Linked DNA regions of Mus musculus: all the other regions are linked to region 1. A link is a contact called in public Hi-C, Micro-C and promoter capture Hi-C data. All regions are on one chromosome and are shown on one strand. The core of a region is the stretch at or near the end of the contact, and the rest is flanking DNA. Distances in the headings are between cores, read along the strand shown. Region 1 holds the start of Serinc1 (serine incorporator 1). Region 2 holds the start of P4ha1 (procollagen-proline, 2-oxoglutarate 4-dioxygenase (proline 4-hydroxylase), alpha 1 polypeptide). Region 3 holds the start of Gja1 (gap junction protein, alpha 1). Region 4 holds the start of Tbc1d32 (TBC1 domain family, member 32). Region 5 holds the start of Msl3l2 (MSL3 like 2).

Evidence for each region. Promoter capture Hi-C pulls out the DNA fragments that hold promoters and counts their contacts. Hi-C and Micro-C count contacts between places; a contact is called where the count stands out from the background. Capture Hi-C pulls out chosen DNA fragments and counts their contacts.
Region 2: a promoter capture Hi-C map of pre-B cells shows a contact between it and region 1, with 5 times the contacts expected there. The contact joins the promoter of P4ha1 here to the promoter of Serinc1 in region 1. A contact is called at or near these places in 5 of 39 promoter capture datasets (the C10 cell line, hippocampal neurons, liver and 1 more).
Region 3: a contact with region 1 is called in a Micro-C map of granulosa cells, with 3 times the contacts expected there. The contact joins the promoter of Gja1 here to the promoter of Serinc1 in region 1. A contact is called at or near these places in 14 of 39 promoter capture datasets (the 3T3-L1 cell line, cranial neural crest, embryonic stem cells and 7 more), 2 of 484 Hi-C or Micro-C datasets (embryonic fibroblasts and granulosa cells), 4 of 115 datasets of contacts at active chromatin or transcription factors (astrocytes, embryonic stem cells, epiblast stem cells and 1 more) and 2 of 9 other capture datasets (adipose tissue and liver).
Region 4: a promoter capture Hi-C map of liver shows a contact between it and region 1, with 5 times the contacts expected there. The contact joins the promoter of Tbc1d32 here to the promoter of Serinc1 in region 1. A contact is called at or near these places in 8 of 39 promoter capture datasets (the 3T3-L1 cell line, 3T3-L1-derived adipocytes, cranial neural crest and 3 more), 1 of 484 Hi-C or Micro-C datasets (uterus), 2 of 115 datasets of contacts at active chromatin or transcription factors (the NIH/3T3 cell line and extraembryonic endoderm stem cells) and 2 of 9 other capture datasets (adipose tissue and liver).
Region 5: a Hi-C map of adipose-derived mesenchymal stem cells shows a contact between it and region 1, with 3 times the contacts expected there. The contact joins the promoter of Msl3l2 here to the promoter of Serinc1 in region 1. A contact is called at or near these places in 9 of 39 promoter capture datasets (the 3T3-L1 cell line, the C10 cell line, cranial neural crest and 5 more), 1 of 484 Hi-C or Micro-C datasets (adipose-derived mesenchymal stem cells) and 2 of 115 datasets of contacts at active chromatin or transcription factors (astrocytes and cardiomyocytes).

The regions. Positions count from the first base shown.
Region 1 is chr10:57,531,247-57,533,946 of GRCm38.p6, reverse strand. It overlaps Serinc1 (serine incorporator 1), which reads left to right and starts at 1,418. Exons shown (of 9, transcript NM_019760.3): 1 at 1,418-1,590. The coding sequence starts at 1,552.
Region 2 is chr10:59,321,824-59,324,563 of GRCm38.p6, reverse strand. It overlaps P4ha1 (procollagen-proline, 2-oxoglutarate 4-dioxygenase (proline 4-hydroxylase), alpha 1 polypeptide), which reads right to left and starts at 1,268. Exons shown (of 15, transcript NM_001316371.1): 1 at 1,088-1,268.
Region 3 is chr10:56,376,012-56,378,711 of GRCm38.p6, reverse strand. It overlaps Gja1 (gap junction protein, alpha 1), which reads right to left and starts at 1,412. Exons shown (of 2, transcript NM_010288.3): 1 at 1,194-1,412.
Region 4 is chr10:56,227,435-56,230,231 of GRCm38.p6, reverse strand. Tbc1d32 (TBC1 domain family, member 32) reads left to right here and starts at 1,543. Exons shown (of 33, transcript NM_001033385.3): 1 at 1,543-1,754. The coding sequence starts at 1,600.
Region 5 is chr10:56,105,391-56,108,272 of GRCm38.p6, reverse strand. It overlaps Msl3l2 (MSL3 like 2), which reads right to left and starts at 1,356. Exons shown (of 2, transcript NM_001163833.1): 1 at 1,244-1,356. The region is part of intron 22 of Tbc1d32 (TBC1 domain family, member 32); the gene reads left to right.

The DNA.
Region 1 (2,700 bases), core at 169-2,668:
CCCATCACAGCTCTGTTCACAATTAAGGCCCATATCAATTAGAGTAACCAGGATGATCCTGCATAGGCATGGCCAGAGATGAACCTAGATTCTGTCAAGTTGACAATACTAACTGTAACAGCTAGTGTCTTCACAACTTATACTGAAAACAGAGTTTTACACTTGGGCGAAAGAGTATAGAGGTCACATTATCAATCAGAGGAGGTACAAATAGCCTCTACGTGATAGTTTATGTCTTGAAATGTTGGGCTCTACTTTCAGGACTCTTGTAACTACAATGGTTCCCAGTCTTCCATATCTATCTCCAACTACAAATGGACTCACTGAACATTTTGTAGCTCTGTGTGTTCTGTTTTTTTCTTTTTGTTTTTTGTTTTTTGTTTTTTGAATCTTGAACTTCCAAATACTAGGGAACGGATACCAGAGACTTTACAGATTTGCATGCTCAAAACACACAGGCTGATTATCTTCTGTTTTCAATTTTATCCCCACTCTTTGGTCTGTGTTAGTTAACAGTTGTAGTTCTGCCAGATTGATAAGGGTTACTCCACCCCTCTATATGCGTTTTTTGTCAATTTTATGAGACATCTTTATTTTAAAATATTTATAGTAATGGGTATTTCAAAGTGATGTCTGTGTACCAAACTCTTCTCATGGAATGTTTTCAAGGGCAAATTACAGAAAAATAAGAATCGACACTTTTCTATGAACACAGCCCAAACATACACATCAAAACAAGGATGTCAATTGTATGTCCGGATAGCTGTTAATAAACCCCTATACTATAATAAATGTCTTAACTAAGTGAACCCTTTTTCAAGTACATGTTAAAATGTGTCTCAATAGTAAACAAAAGAACGGAAAGGCCCAAACTTGCGGGGGAAATACACACACACACACACACACACACACACACACACACATACACACACACACACACACACGCGCGCATATATATATACGGACACATATATATGTACACACAGATATATATTATATACATATATACATACATATATGTATATATATGATATATAACATACATACACACACACACACACACACACACACACACACACATATATACACACACCAGTGAAACTTGTTCCACATAGTGGCTGCAGGAGTAAAATATGTATGTTAGTAGAACAACAACAAAGAAAACAAAACTAAAAAGGGGACTTTAGTGGAAATGAGATGGCTAAATCCCAAGAGGAACCAAAAAACAGTAACAGTAGCTCTTCTAACGTCCAAATTCAAGACAATGACAGAGGCCTTCCCTAACACAGTCTTCTTTACTTGGCAAAGTAGGCCCACTCCATGAAGCCACAAATCTAGCATCGCTGAAGACCACGCCCTTCCTCTCGGCGCATTGCGCACGCCCGGCAGCAGTCACCGGGTCCAGGTCTGAGCGGAAGTGACGCACGCGAAGCTGAGGGGCTTGTGCGTCTGCGCCGGAAGTGCCTGCCAGACAGTAAATAAGCCCAGAAAAAGGACGAAAGAAGCTGTCTCCATCTTGTCGGCACGCGCCGAGCTGGTGACGCGGCGGCGATGGGGAGCGTTCTGGGGCTGTGCTCCGTGGCGAGCTGGGTAAGGCGACCTGGGGCTCGCGGCCCGTGCGAGCTGGGTTTATCCGCCCTCCTCCGGTCTTTGCGGCTCCGCTTCGGGGCTGGAGCCTAGTGAGGGTGAGGCCGGGCGGAGCGGGGCGTCTCCCGAGCAATGGCTTTCTCTCTCGTGGGAGCCTCGGCCGTCGCCGTTCCAGCTCCTTCCTCCCACGGGCACTGAGTTTCTCCTTGTCACCCCGATTCCGGCGACCTCGCACTGCGGCACTGTCATTCCCGGAGGCCTCTTTTGTTCTGACACGCAGCCGCCAGGGAGTCGGGCCCGTTATTTGGGACATCTCGACAAGTGTCGACGTAGTCTTACCGGGTTTTTTTTGTTCTTGTTTTTAATACAGAAGTCAAATTCCCTTACTACGTACCTTTTTCGGTTTTGTTTGCTTTGATTCTTATATTTCCAAATTTATGTTTCTAGAAAAGGTGTTCAGGTCTGTGGGTACTGATTTTTTTTTTTTTTGACGTAAAACATGAACGTGCAATCTGAAAGTTGATGCTATAGGAAGGGTATGTTGCATTTTCGTGAGGCAGTACAATCCTCTAGAACAGTGGCAAGATTTCGTAAACCAGATGGCACAGATGACCCCGTTCTCTAATAGACAAAACATTGGCAGAGCAGTTTATAATAAAAAGCTTCATTGCTTTGGGTGAGGTATTTGGATTCAAATCTTATTCTTTGGCCAATGATTTCTAAGTTTAACTCGGAACAATCTTTTTTAACTAAATCATCCCTTTGTGTATATGTAACCAATGTACTGGCTAGTTTACATGCCTCATCATTTGAAAACTGCTTTGGTATGATATGACGAGAATTATGCTTAGTTTTTACTCAATACTGTTTGTAAGTCCAATGAGCTATTCCCTTATATTTTGCTATTTGCAGTTGGATAAGGAAATTTGACCTCGGAGAGCCTAATTGAGTCTGTTGACCCCTTTATACAGAAGGCAAAATTAAGTGTAGTAAAACTTAATAAATAGGAGCTGGGGAGATGACTCAGCTTGCTGCTTTTGCTAGATTATGGAGTTTAGTTACCAGCACCCACACATTCGGCAGTTCACTGCTTGTAACTCCAGTTCCAGGGAA
Region 2 (2,740 bases), core at 19-2,518, 1.8 Mb before region 1:
TAAAAGAGAACCCAGGAGCTTGTCTATCCCTTTCTGTGGAGGCTCTTCCCTATAAACCACGGTGCAATACCCCAAGAGTCCTCATTTTGGATGGTCAGCTGAAGATGTTAAGTCCGAAAGCCTGCCTTTGTACCAAATTCCCACTCTCTAGGAGAAACAACCTCGTATTTAACCGTACCATCCTTCCCCACACTGAACATCCATCTGGGGTCAATCACAAAATTCAGTTTAAAAGTCTCACACAACCATAGAAGGTTTGGCCAAAATGGACTGACTTGTTGACCCTGCAAGAGGAGGGGAGCGTGAAAGACGAAAAGGGAAAGGGGATCATCAGGGTGAGCTGAACCAGAGGAGGTGGGCAAGATTGGAAACCAGGAGGAAAGAAGGAGCAGAGGGAGAGAGAAATACAGAGACAGACGCGTGTGTCCTTAAGTGATTCACTGGGATGAAGAGGAAGGAAGAAGCCAGCTTCCCCAACTGTGAATGACAGCAACTTCTCAGCTAAACTCGGCGCCCCGGGCTATGTCTACTTGCTGAGACAACGCCGAGAAGCGCAACAGACAAGTTCAGTCCTAACTTCTGAGTAGGTCCCACTTCCCAGCTTTACTTTCCAAAAGTGAAAAGGAAAAAGAGAAGAAGAGCGATCGAAACGGAGAGACTCAGCCCCCGGCTGCAAGCGCTGCCTGCTTTCTCCACTGCCACATGCTAACCATCTGCGGCTCGGGCGGCCCAGACCCCCGCCCGTCCGCCCTCGCCTTCCCCCGGCTTAGTGGGGCGGACGAGGTACCGCTGCACAAGTCATCAGGGAGGCTGGCTGCCCGGGATGGAACATTCAAGAAGGTCCTAGTGCTGGGGCGGGGCGCAAGCCGCTGCTGCCGCTCCGGCCAGAGGCAGGACGGGGGTGGGGGGACGGCGAGGGAAGCTGGGAGAGCGCCGGGGCGGCCTGACTTCGGGGGTGCGGGGCCGGGTCCTCTCGGGGAGACCCGGGGGCGGCTGTGAGAAGGGCTGAGCCCCACTCCAGAGCGAAGGGACCCCGGCTGCCCGCGGGGACCCCGCATCCGTCTCCAAGATCGGAGGAGCGCCTCACCTGGATAGCGGGCCGGGAGGAAGGCGACAGCTCGGCTCGGGTCAGTCCTGTCGCCTGCAGTCCCCGCTAGCTAGCTCCCTGCCGCCCTCAGCCTGCTGGCAGTGCGACTGGGCAGTAGAGGGAGCCAGGCGTCCCTTTTATATTCCCCTGCCGCGCCGGCGCGCCGGAGAGGGGGCGGCCGCAGCCCTCGCTACGTGCGCTCTGTCACACCAGCTCCCGCGCCACTGCGCAGGCGCTTGCGGCGAGCCTCCCACCCACCCGGGAGTCGCCCAGGCCCGGGGTGTTCCAAGCCTAGGCTGGCCCACGCGAGGACGCAGTGCGCCTGCGCAGAGCTCCTGCCACGCCACCGTTCCCGTGGTTACCATGGGGCTTCCACCACCACCCCCGCCCGGGTTCCTGTAGGATTTAGCGCCTTCATTTCAGGGTCAGCGGCGGGTCTCAGAGCCATCGAAGCCATCAGGAAGGACAGTTGTGCAAAATTAGGAGAAGTTTATAAGAATTTAGGAAATAAAGTGGAGGTGTGGAGTGGGAAACAAGACGGTGTATCCGGGGTGACTGTCGGGGCTGGCTTGGCCCACAGGGGTTTTTGCTTTAATAAGCGTCTTTTTTACACTTTTGAACACGAGGATTTCGCTTAATCTCCCACCCGCATACTTTATGGGTGAATAATAGATGACAATTGAGTGTCATCTGAGGTTAAATCCTAACCCACTCTGTATAAAGTTAGATTTTAACTTCCCTGTATCTTGGGTGCTACATCTGCAAAGAAGGAATACAATATTATCTGTTCCCTAGGCCCTAGGCTTGCTGTGAGAAACAATGAGACAATGAATGAAAAAGCACTTACTTAGCACATGCCTAGGATTCAGGAAGAGCATGGAAACATATAATGGGGCTGGGGAGGGGGTGTACCAGGATGTTGGGTTTTGAGCATTTACCTAACATGGAAAAAAAAGGCCTTAGACTTTATTACCTAGCCTCAAACAAACCAGCACAGAAACAAGCATCAACAACAGTAAGTCTGGAGATGTGGCACACACAGCTAAGATTTCAGTTCCCAGCACCGTGCTGGGTGGTGGCTCACAACATCCTGAAACCCCAGGTCGGGCAGATCAACAACTCTGGGCTTCCAAGAACACCGGTATTTAACCACACAAGACACATACGTATAGTTAAAATGAATAAAATTAAATCTTTAAAAAAATACTACTGAGCACACTATATAAGGCACGAACTGTGTTTGAGTTTAGTCTTGATCTAAAAGAAGAGAACCTTAGTTACTGGCAATAAGGACAATGCCAGAGATAATTTACTTCCTGTCAGGGAAAGAAAGACTTTTCTAACATTTGTTACTCGTTTAAAACTGTAAAGTTTTCCTTGCTTGCTAAAGTATGGAACTGATTGGCACTTATCTGGGACAGAGAGACAAAGAGCTTCAGGCGTCTGAAAGCAATGGTTTCTAAAAGTGTGGCTCTGTGGGTCTAGTCAGGAGCAGTAGAGCCAAAAATGTTTTTGTAGGACGATTTCGATTCTTTTGCTATAATGACAACACAGTTGGATTTTCCAGAGACTTCTGCTCCTTTGTCATGGTTTAAGTGTGAGGCATATCCCAACCAGGCCACTAGTAAGAGAATTTACAGAAGAAAAACAAAA
Region 3 (2,700 bases), core at 163-2,662, 1.2 Mb after region 1:
CGTGATGATGCTAAGACTGGGCAGGAGGGGCCCGTGCCATCCTCTGCCCTAAAGCTTTCACTTCACAACGACTCGGCCTGGTCTGGTACAGAAAAAAAAGCCCTTCAATACAGACCCACCCTGATACTTCGGTGTGGATTTAGGCCGGTCAAAGTGCTTTACAGAATGTGTTACCAATTAAAAATAAAAGCTTTAAGACGGACCCCCTTCAAGCTGCACGTTAGCATCATTTTTGCTTAGTGCTTTGCACCCTCTGATGGCTCCAATTCAAAACTGTCCTAACAGCTCTGAAGTCACTACAAGTCCGGGCACGCAGGAGGAGTTGGGGGTGGAGAGGGGGCAGCTCTTTCTAAAAGCGCAGCTCTAAAAATCCCTTTTCCCCATTCCTTCTAGGAGCTCGCGTTCTAGCAGTTGATTTTGGAAAAGCAACCTGGCACACACTGTTTCTAAACGCCCGTTCTTCCTCTAACTCTCCGTAAGTCACCACCACCCATTCAAGATTTCTCGCGCCCGGAGTTGCCAGCGTGGAGTATTAAAAAAAAATGCTGGCTGTGCAGGCTAAGAGGTTCATCCCGTAGCATCGCACAGGCTTGCACAAAGTACCCACTGTTGGTCTAAAAACTCTAACCGCAGCACCCTGGTCTACGTATTTAGTGGCTTAGTCCTGAAAAGTCTAAGAGAGAACCACGTGGAAGTCAACTGCTGCCGCAGCGTCTCAACAAAGCACTCTGTTACAAAAGGAGTCTGCAGTTTCAAGGCAGTAGAACAGGCGACCGGATTTTCATAAGAAAAAAAAGAAGCGTGTAGTGTCCAGCACTATAGGAAGCAGGCTAAGCAAAGTTGACTGAGGTGCCCCCCCATCACCCCCACCCCCGCAACACCTTCTCCATTGGCGACTACAGAAAAGTGAAGTTAGGCTCCATAACAAAGAACTAAGTTTAGTAACTTGGTCCTTCCTTCACTCTAGTTGGAAAAAGTTTGAGCCTTTTACCTGTTGCACTCTCAGCGGAACTTTTTAAACAAACCCAAATCAAACTCAGCACGTGGAAATGACAAAGGCACTTTGAAGATCGTCGTTCTACTTACAGTATCCTAAGTCAAAGACGCAACGCATTTACAAAGCATAGAAGAGTTTCCCTTACAGAAAGAGACGCTACTAGGTAAAGTGGGTTTTTCTTTTTTTCAAAACTTACTCTTTCACTTAATGAAAGTGAAGCCGGCACGCCAAAGTGGTGGAACTCCTTGGAGGCTGAAGTCAAAGGAAAAGGAGAGTTCGGGCTCTCAGACCTGTCTGTTTAAAGTTTCAAAGTCTGCTGCTGTTGGGTACTTCCCTCACGCCTTTCCCCCAATGAAAGAAAAGTGCTGATACCTCGTAAAAGCGTTTTTTAACTTGGAGCACAGAGCTTTTAAAAGTTTCAAGCCACTGACTCAACTGGAAGGAGGGGCTAGGAGAAAGGGGAGGGAGGAAGAAAAGGCGGGGAGGAGGTGGAGTGGAGGCTGGCGAGCGTGGAGCTGAGCAGGCAGAAGAAGCAACCTGGTCAAGATAAAGTTGTAGTTTCAATGTGCTGACGAGAAGGGGAAAAAAAGTAAGAAATAGCTCTAGATGTACGTCAGCTACTGCGGGGCTGTGACTCCTCACAGATTAAAAAAAAAAACTGTTGGATGGGTCATTCCTTCAGGAGATGACCACGGGCAGTGAGAAGATGTCCCTTTTAGGTCACATTTCCTAAATAATAATGATAATAATAATAATATTACAATAAATAAAAATGGGGGGGGAGACAAGGTGAACTCGTGCAGACTTGTTCTGGGTTGCCCAAGGTGTGTGAAGCTTGAGGTGGGTGTGAGTGATCTTTCTTATGACCTAATTCTCTTCCTCTTAAACCCGGACAATTAACAAAGGAAAGAGGCGGTGGGCATGGGAAAGGCATTTCACAACCAGACCCGTGGAGTGGGATGTCTACTCTTCAGTTTCTCTGCTGCTTTAGGTAGTTTTCCTTATTCTTTTAATTAACAACAAGAAGATACATGTTCTATACTATGAATAAAAATAATATATCATGTATGTAACTCTTGTCTGAAACGTTGATAGGACCTCAACCCAATCTCCAAGGAAGTGAAGATCCATATCTTAGTCTTTTTTATGCCTACAATTTAACATTTAAATCGGCAGGGAGATGCCAGAATTGTCCCCCTCCTCCTCTTCCTTCTAACCGCTGCAGACCAGAGTTGCCAGACACAGCCTGTCTCAAAACTTCTTTCTCTCTTCCAATCCTGTCCCTCGGAAGCACTTTCAGGGAAGAGATGTGGGCCTGGTGACTGCCTGCCCACAGCTTCATGCCTCTCTCATCATACCTGATGGGGTTTATGAAAGCCTGAGTCATATGACCTCATTCCTAGGGTGGGCAGCTCCTTTGAGGGTTCCCAGATGCCCCCCACGAGGGCTTGTGATAGGGCGATAAACAGGCTTCAGCGGCGCTCCTGGAGTTAGGCCTTTGTATAGGCATCACCTGATGGAGCTGAACGTCTCACACTAATGTAAATAGCAGAACAAAGGATGGCGAAGACTTCCTGGGAAACATTTTCCTGCCGAAGCACCCTCTCACTAGGATGACTAAGGGAGTGCCATTTAAAACCTCACAGTTTAAGACCCCAGCATGTTCTCTTACTTTTGAGGTTCCTTTGTCTTTAACTTAAAGA
Region 4 (2,797 bases), core at 294-2,793, 1.3 Mb after region 1:
AATTAAAAGACACCAAAACAGGAGGAAGTTTGCTGGCAGAAGGGTTTCTCCTTACCAAAGTATGACAAAGGGTATAGATAAGAAAAGGGAGATGCAACTCAGTATACACATGTATGAAATTGTCAAATATTAATTAAAAATACAAATTTTAATTTTATACTGAAAAGCAAACAATGACCTTATATTCTGAATAAATATATGGTGCAATTTCTGGAGAGAAATATTTGTTTTCCTAGAAAATTACTGAATCTGGCTAAACTGAGAAGTATATCTGATGAGGATAGAATATACAGCTGGATTTGGGAAGTTTATTGACGTCAAACCATTCATCAGTTGTTTGGCATCAGTAACTATTGGCATCTGAATATTGTGCATTTGTAAGCTCCCATACTATATATGTTGTTTCTTTTTAAACTTCTTACTGATTTATAAAAAAAAATCTTATGTTTCCACAAGTAACACCACCTTTTTTTTCTTTTAAAGAAATGCATTTTTGGATTTGTTTTTGAATTTCATATTTGTACAATGTATTAGATCATACTCACATGTACTCTTCCACTTCCACACTCCCTTCTTTTTAAAACGTTGATCTTAAAAATTATTTTATGTGTATAGTGTTTGCATGCCCGTATGTCTGTGAACCACAGATGAGTAGTGCCACAGAGGTCAGAAGAGGGCATCAGATCTCATGGAACTGGACTTACAGAAGGTTGTGAGTCACCATGTTGGTGCTGGAAATTGAACCTGGGTCCTCAGAAAAAGCAGCCAGTGCTCTTAACTACCAATCCAAACTCCCTAAACAAAACACAGAACTGACTTTTGCTGCCTATATCCTTTTGGATGTTGGGCCATCCTCTGGAGCATGGCCACATCCTTAGAGACCAATGACTCTTTAGATCCCAGAAGGCAGTTATCCATAGCTCTTTTTGCTAGGGATGAGTGTTCAAGGGCTACTTCCAGTCTGTCATGTGGCATTTCCTTAGTAAAATACATAACTACCCTGTAATGAATTGTTAAGTTTCTTTTCTGTTACAGCGTGCTATCCTCATTGGCAGGCAACAGTTGTTACGGTTGCTGTATGAACCTGGTTTTTCCACATTTCAATACCACCCAATCCCCAGTTGATATTTCAGTTTGGCTTCCTTTGCCCTGCTTTTACTAAAGGCCTCTTCTCTTTCGTCCCCTTCCTACTTCCTGCAGATCAAGGTCAGGATCAGTTCCACTCTCCTCCGGGATTAACCCCTCCCCTGGGCGCGTCAGCGAGCTGACGTCAGGCGCAGCCGAGGCGTTTCCCGTTAGGCCCTCCCAGCAGATCCTGAGGTGTTTGTTGTTCCGGTCGGGGGAGGCTTGAGCTCTGCCGGTACCAAGGAACGTCAATCATCCAACGTTAGCCTCAGCAAGTTCTCGGTGGTCTCTAAACCTACAGCCCAGTCTTCCAGCACATCGCCACTCAACCGCGGCCCCGCCCTTGGACTCGCGCTGTGGTTTCCTAGGGAACGACGCTGAGCGTCGGCGGCGATTGGGCTGGGTCGCGCGTGCGCAGTGCGCTTTGTTGGTGGCGACCCCGCGGTGGTTGCGGAGATTTGACTGCTGCAAGGCATGGCCCATTTCTCCAGCGAGGATGAGGTGATGCTGCAGGCGATGCTCCGGCAGCTGTTCCAGAGCGTGAAGGAGAAAATCACCGGAGCTCCCTCCTTGGAGTGCGCAGAGGAGATCCTCTTGCGGCTGGAGGAGACTGACGAAAATTTTCACAAGTAAAATCGAGTTTATAAGTTTTTAAGCAAACAAACCATTGGTCCAGGAAAGCTGAAAATGATTTGGATAGAGATTTATTTGGTATTTTTTTGCTAAAATAGCTGATTGTTGCTTCAGTTTTTTTTCTCTCAATTGTCCCTGTGCTGAATTTATCCTCTTTTTCCAAAGTGATTTTTGTAGAGCCTCATCTGCCTCTGTGTTCTCTTCTGTCACAGCAGCTTAAGAACATCAATTGTAAATTATTCTGTTCTTTAAAGAACAATCTTAACATTTAAGGGAATTCCTTTCACATTATCTAAAAGTAGTGACCCCCACCTCCTACCCCTCCCCGCCCCCAGGTCCTTATTTGTGGTTTTGTTGGTCTGTTACTTTCACTGCCTGTTGTAAGAAGCCACTCAACACTGGAAGGGCCTCCCACACTGAGGCAGGTCTGGGTGCCTGTGTAGGGGTAGGGCGCCTATACAAATGTCCTAGACCTACTGAAAGGGAGCAGGTTGTCCAGCTTTGAGGAGCATGGAGAGAGGAAGTGTTCGGTGCAAACTGAAGGACCTTTTTATAATCAAACTGCTCCTTAAACTTAAAGATCCTTAGGGCTCAACGCGTTTCTTTGGAGTTTGTTCATGTAGTGAATTAGGCCTCTCAGCTTCAAGGTCTTCCTCCAGGCGCACGCACGATTAGTTGTAGCCTTTTACAATCCAGTGTTTGTCTCTCACAGATACTTTTCCTGTGATGTTGCTTTTGACTTGGTCATTCAGGTGCTGGGAATGGAACCCAAGCCTCATGCCTGATAGGAGGCAGTTTCTGTTGCTTTTTATTGACTTTTGGATATCTCGAAGTTCAGTTTCTAGAAATGGGCATTAAGGGACCCTTCAGTCCTTTAATGTTCTCTGTAAAAGGTTATGTTTTACTTGCCGTTTTATGGTGGTGTTCTTTATAATTTGCTCAGATTCTCAAGGGAATTTAAAAAGATGTGCAAAGAGTCACTGTAGGGTTTCTAATTTAATAAGTCAGGATTTTTGAGACCTGCATGCTATGTTGCCCG
Region 5 (2,882 bases), core at 107-2,606, 1.4 Mb after region 1:
CAGCCTGGCAGCTGTGGACTTCCACAGTTTGGCAAGCTCACTTTTGAGAAATACTGAGGTAAGGATTCTCAAAACTATAGAGTGATTTCTTTTCCCTCCCATATTTATTTTTTCTAGAATTCCTAAAATCACTTCTTTGCTTAGTTTTTTCAAATGGGGTCTGGAAATAATTTGTATCAAGAGTATTGTCACAAAGATATAGTATCTTTAATAGTAATGTCTAATATTTACAGTAATTCTTGTCAGGCATCACCAAGTACTTTAGCTTTAGTCTTGTAAGCCTGAGAGAACTAAAATCCTCCAATGAAACACTGTCTCACCTACAGTTTAAGTAAGTAGTTTATCAAAAAGTCTTTAACTGTTGTCCCATAGCTGGTGAATTCCAGTTTTTCCCAAGTTCACTTGTAATCTCTTCCTATATGTAAACATGTAGTCTAAATCACAAAATCAGTAAGTACCTTAGATGAGAAAGGAAGTACAGATGGCAAAAAAATCTAATGATTATTATAGAGTTTATACTTTACAGAGACAAGCATGCCTGGTACAATTATCTATCATTATTATTACTACTACTACTATTATTGGTTAAGATTTGTTTGTTTATTTATTTCATTCACACCAGAAGAGAGAATCAAATTATATTACAGATGGTTGTGAGCCACCATGTGGTTGCTGGGAACTGAACTCCGGACCTCTGGAAGAGCAGCCAGTGCTCTTAACCACTGAGCCATCTCTCCAGCCCAGCTGGAAAATTCTCCCGTCTACTGTGAAGTTTGAACTGGTATCTTTAACTTCCCTACATTATATCTACTTTTGTTTCCTATTCAGTCTCAGCTGCTTATAGGCTTCTGTGTCTAAGGCTGTATTTTGTGGGGTTTGAGCCCCCCACTATGCTGCATTAATCTTGTGTTGGTTTTGGGTGCTAGATGGGTGTTCTCAGGACTTGCTAAGGGGGTTCTCTAGACCCTAGCTTACTCTTGGTGGCATAGTTCCCTATAGCCAACAATTCCCTTATTGTTCAGTGCTATGAGATGTGGAAATGTGGCAAAATACCTCTAACATATGCCTCTAGAATACCTCTCCAGACACTTTGTCCCATGAGACGTATTTAGAGAACCACAGTCTATGTCTGCTTAGCCCAGAGAGGGCATTGACAACTAATTATGGGATGGAAATCCAGAATCCAGTGCTGGTCAGTGGGGTCAGGGAAGCTCAAAAGCAGCTGCATCTCTGAAAAGCTTACCTCATCAAGGTGGGGATTCAGGAAAACTGCAACCGAACTGCTCGCTGTGGGAATCCTAGCCAACCGTGCAATCCTTTCTCACCCCGCAGTTTTCGACTGCTTTTGAAGCCCAGGAGGAGAGGGGGTGGGGACCTTGAGAATCTTGCTAGTTTCAGTTTTCACCGGATTTGTCTGGTTTACTTCCCGACTCTCTAGCGCCCCCTCCCTCCAGGAGAAGATGTTTCAACTTGGAGGAAATGGCTACAGCCCAACGGGTGGCACTGCCTCCAGAGACTAGGGCCCTCCCACATCAAACATCAATCAAGAGAATGCTTGACAGGCTTGTCCTTTGGCTAATCCGCTGAAGACATTTTCACAATTAGGGGTTTCCTCCTCCAAAATGGCTATAGTTGATACTGAGTTGACGCTAGCCAACACAGCAGCAGGAAGGACAGTGGTCTTCGTAGGCCCTGCTTCCAGCCTTTAAGACCCGAGCCCCCCCACCCCCACCCACCCACCCACACACTTTTTCCCACAGCTCCAGGCTTCTAGGCGATCTGCAGTTCCTGACAGGCAGACTTACTGCGATGCTCTCTCAGATGATGCGTCTACATCCCAAGACGTATTTGAGCTATAAACACTTCCCAGAACTATAACACGAGTATCCTGCATCTACTGAGTGCAAACCTGTTTCATTTAAATCCTTCGTGGTGATCTATTTTTACGTTGCTTCATCCCGTTTAAAGGCTGGTAATACCGAGTTTACAGAGTACTTCATATGTATCCTCTCTGCTGTCTGCTCCCTCGCTTCTTGAAGACAGCGGGGGCAAGAGAGAACCTGTCAGAAATAGAAGTGAATCTTCAATTATTCGGGCACGTTACACTCAGCTATCAAAGAAAGTGGCACTTTTGTAAAATAAGGTTAAACTGACCCAAAGAACACAGTAAATTTTATGAACATATGAATTATATGTGCAGCGTAATCTCTAGTTTATGTGAAATTTTCTCTAGCTACAGAAGAAAAAAATGACTAAGTCTGGCTTATAGATGGTATTATGTGCTACACCTGCAGTTACTGATCTTTTGACCATGGATATCTAAAAGAGGGGATTTTAAAGTACACTGTCTACTTATTTGCTTTGTCTGGAAAGATAAGCATTTAGGTATTGATTTTTATAGCTTTATGGGCCTTGACTGATGAGTAGAAATAACGGCCAGGGGCTCAGGAAACAATCATCAGGAGATTTATTTTAGAAGATGGTTGAACAGAGCACTTCTCACTCTACTAGGAATCAGTGTATAATCAATGAGCACACAGGGGGATCTGATTAAATGAAATGGGTCACAGAACAGAACAAAAACCGTCATGAATCCAGAAAGGAACTGGTAGGGATACAGAAGGGTTGATAGAGAAGAGAGGGAGATAAGAAGGAATATTGGAGAGCTAGCTAGTAATTGCTTTATATCATATGCCCATACGATATTGTCATATAACAAAGTAAATGAAAAATATAAGGAGAAGACCAATAGAAAAGAGTAAATAAAGAGTTCTCTAAGAATAACCCTAGTTTTCTTGATGTCCTCACCTTATTTATTGGTGAGTTTTATGAAGCTGTTTGAAGTGTACCATGTGCTTTGCTGTATTTTACCTCCATACCTT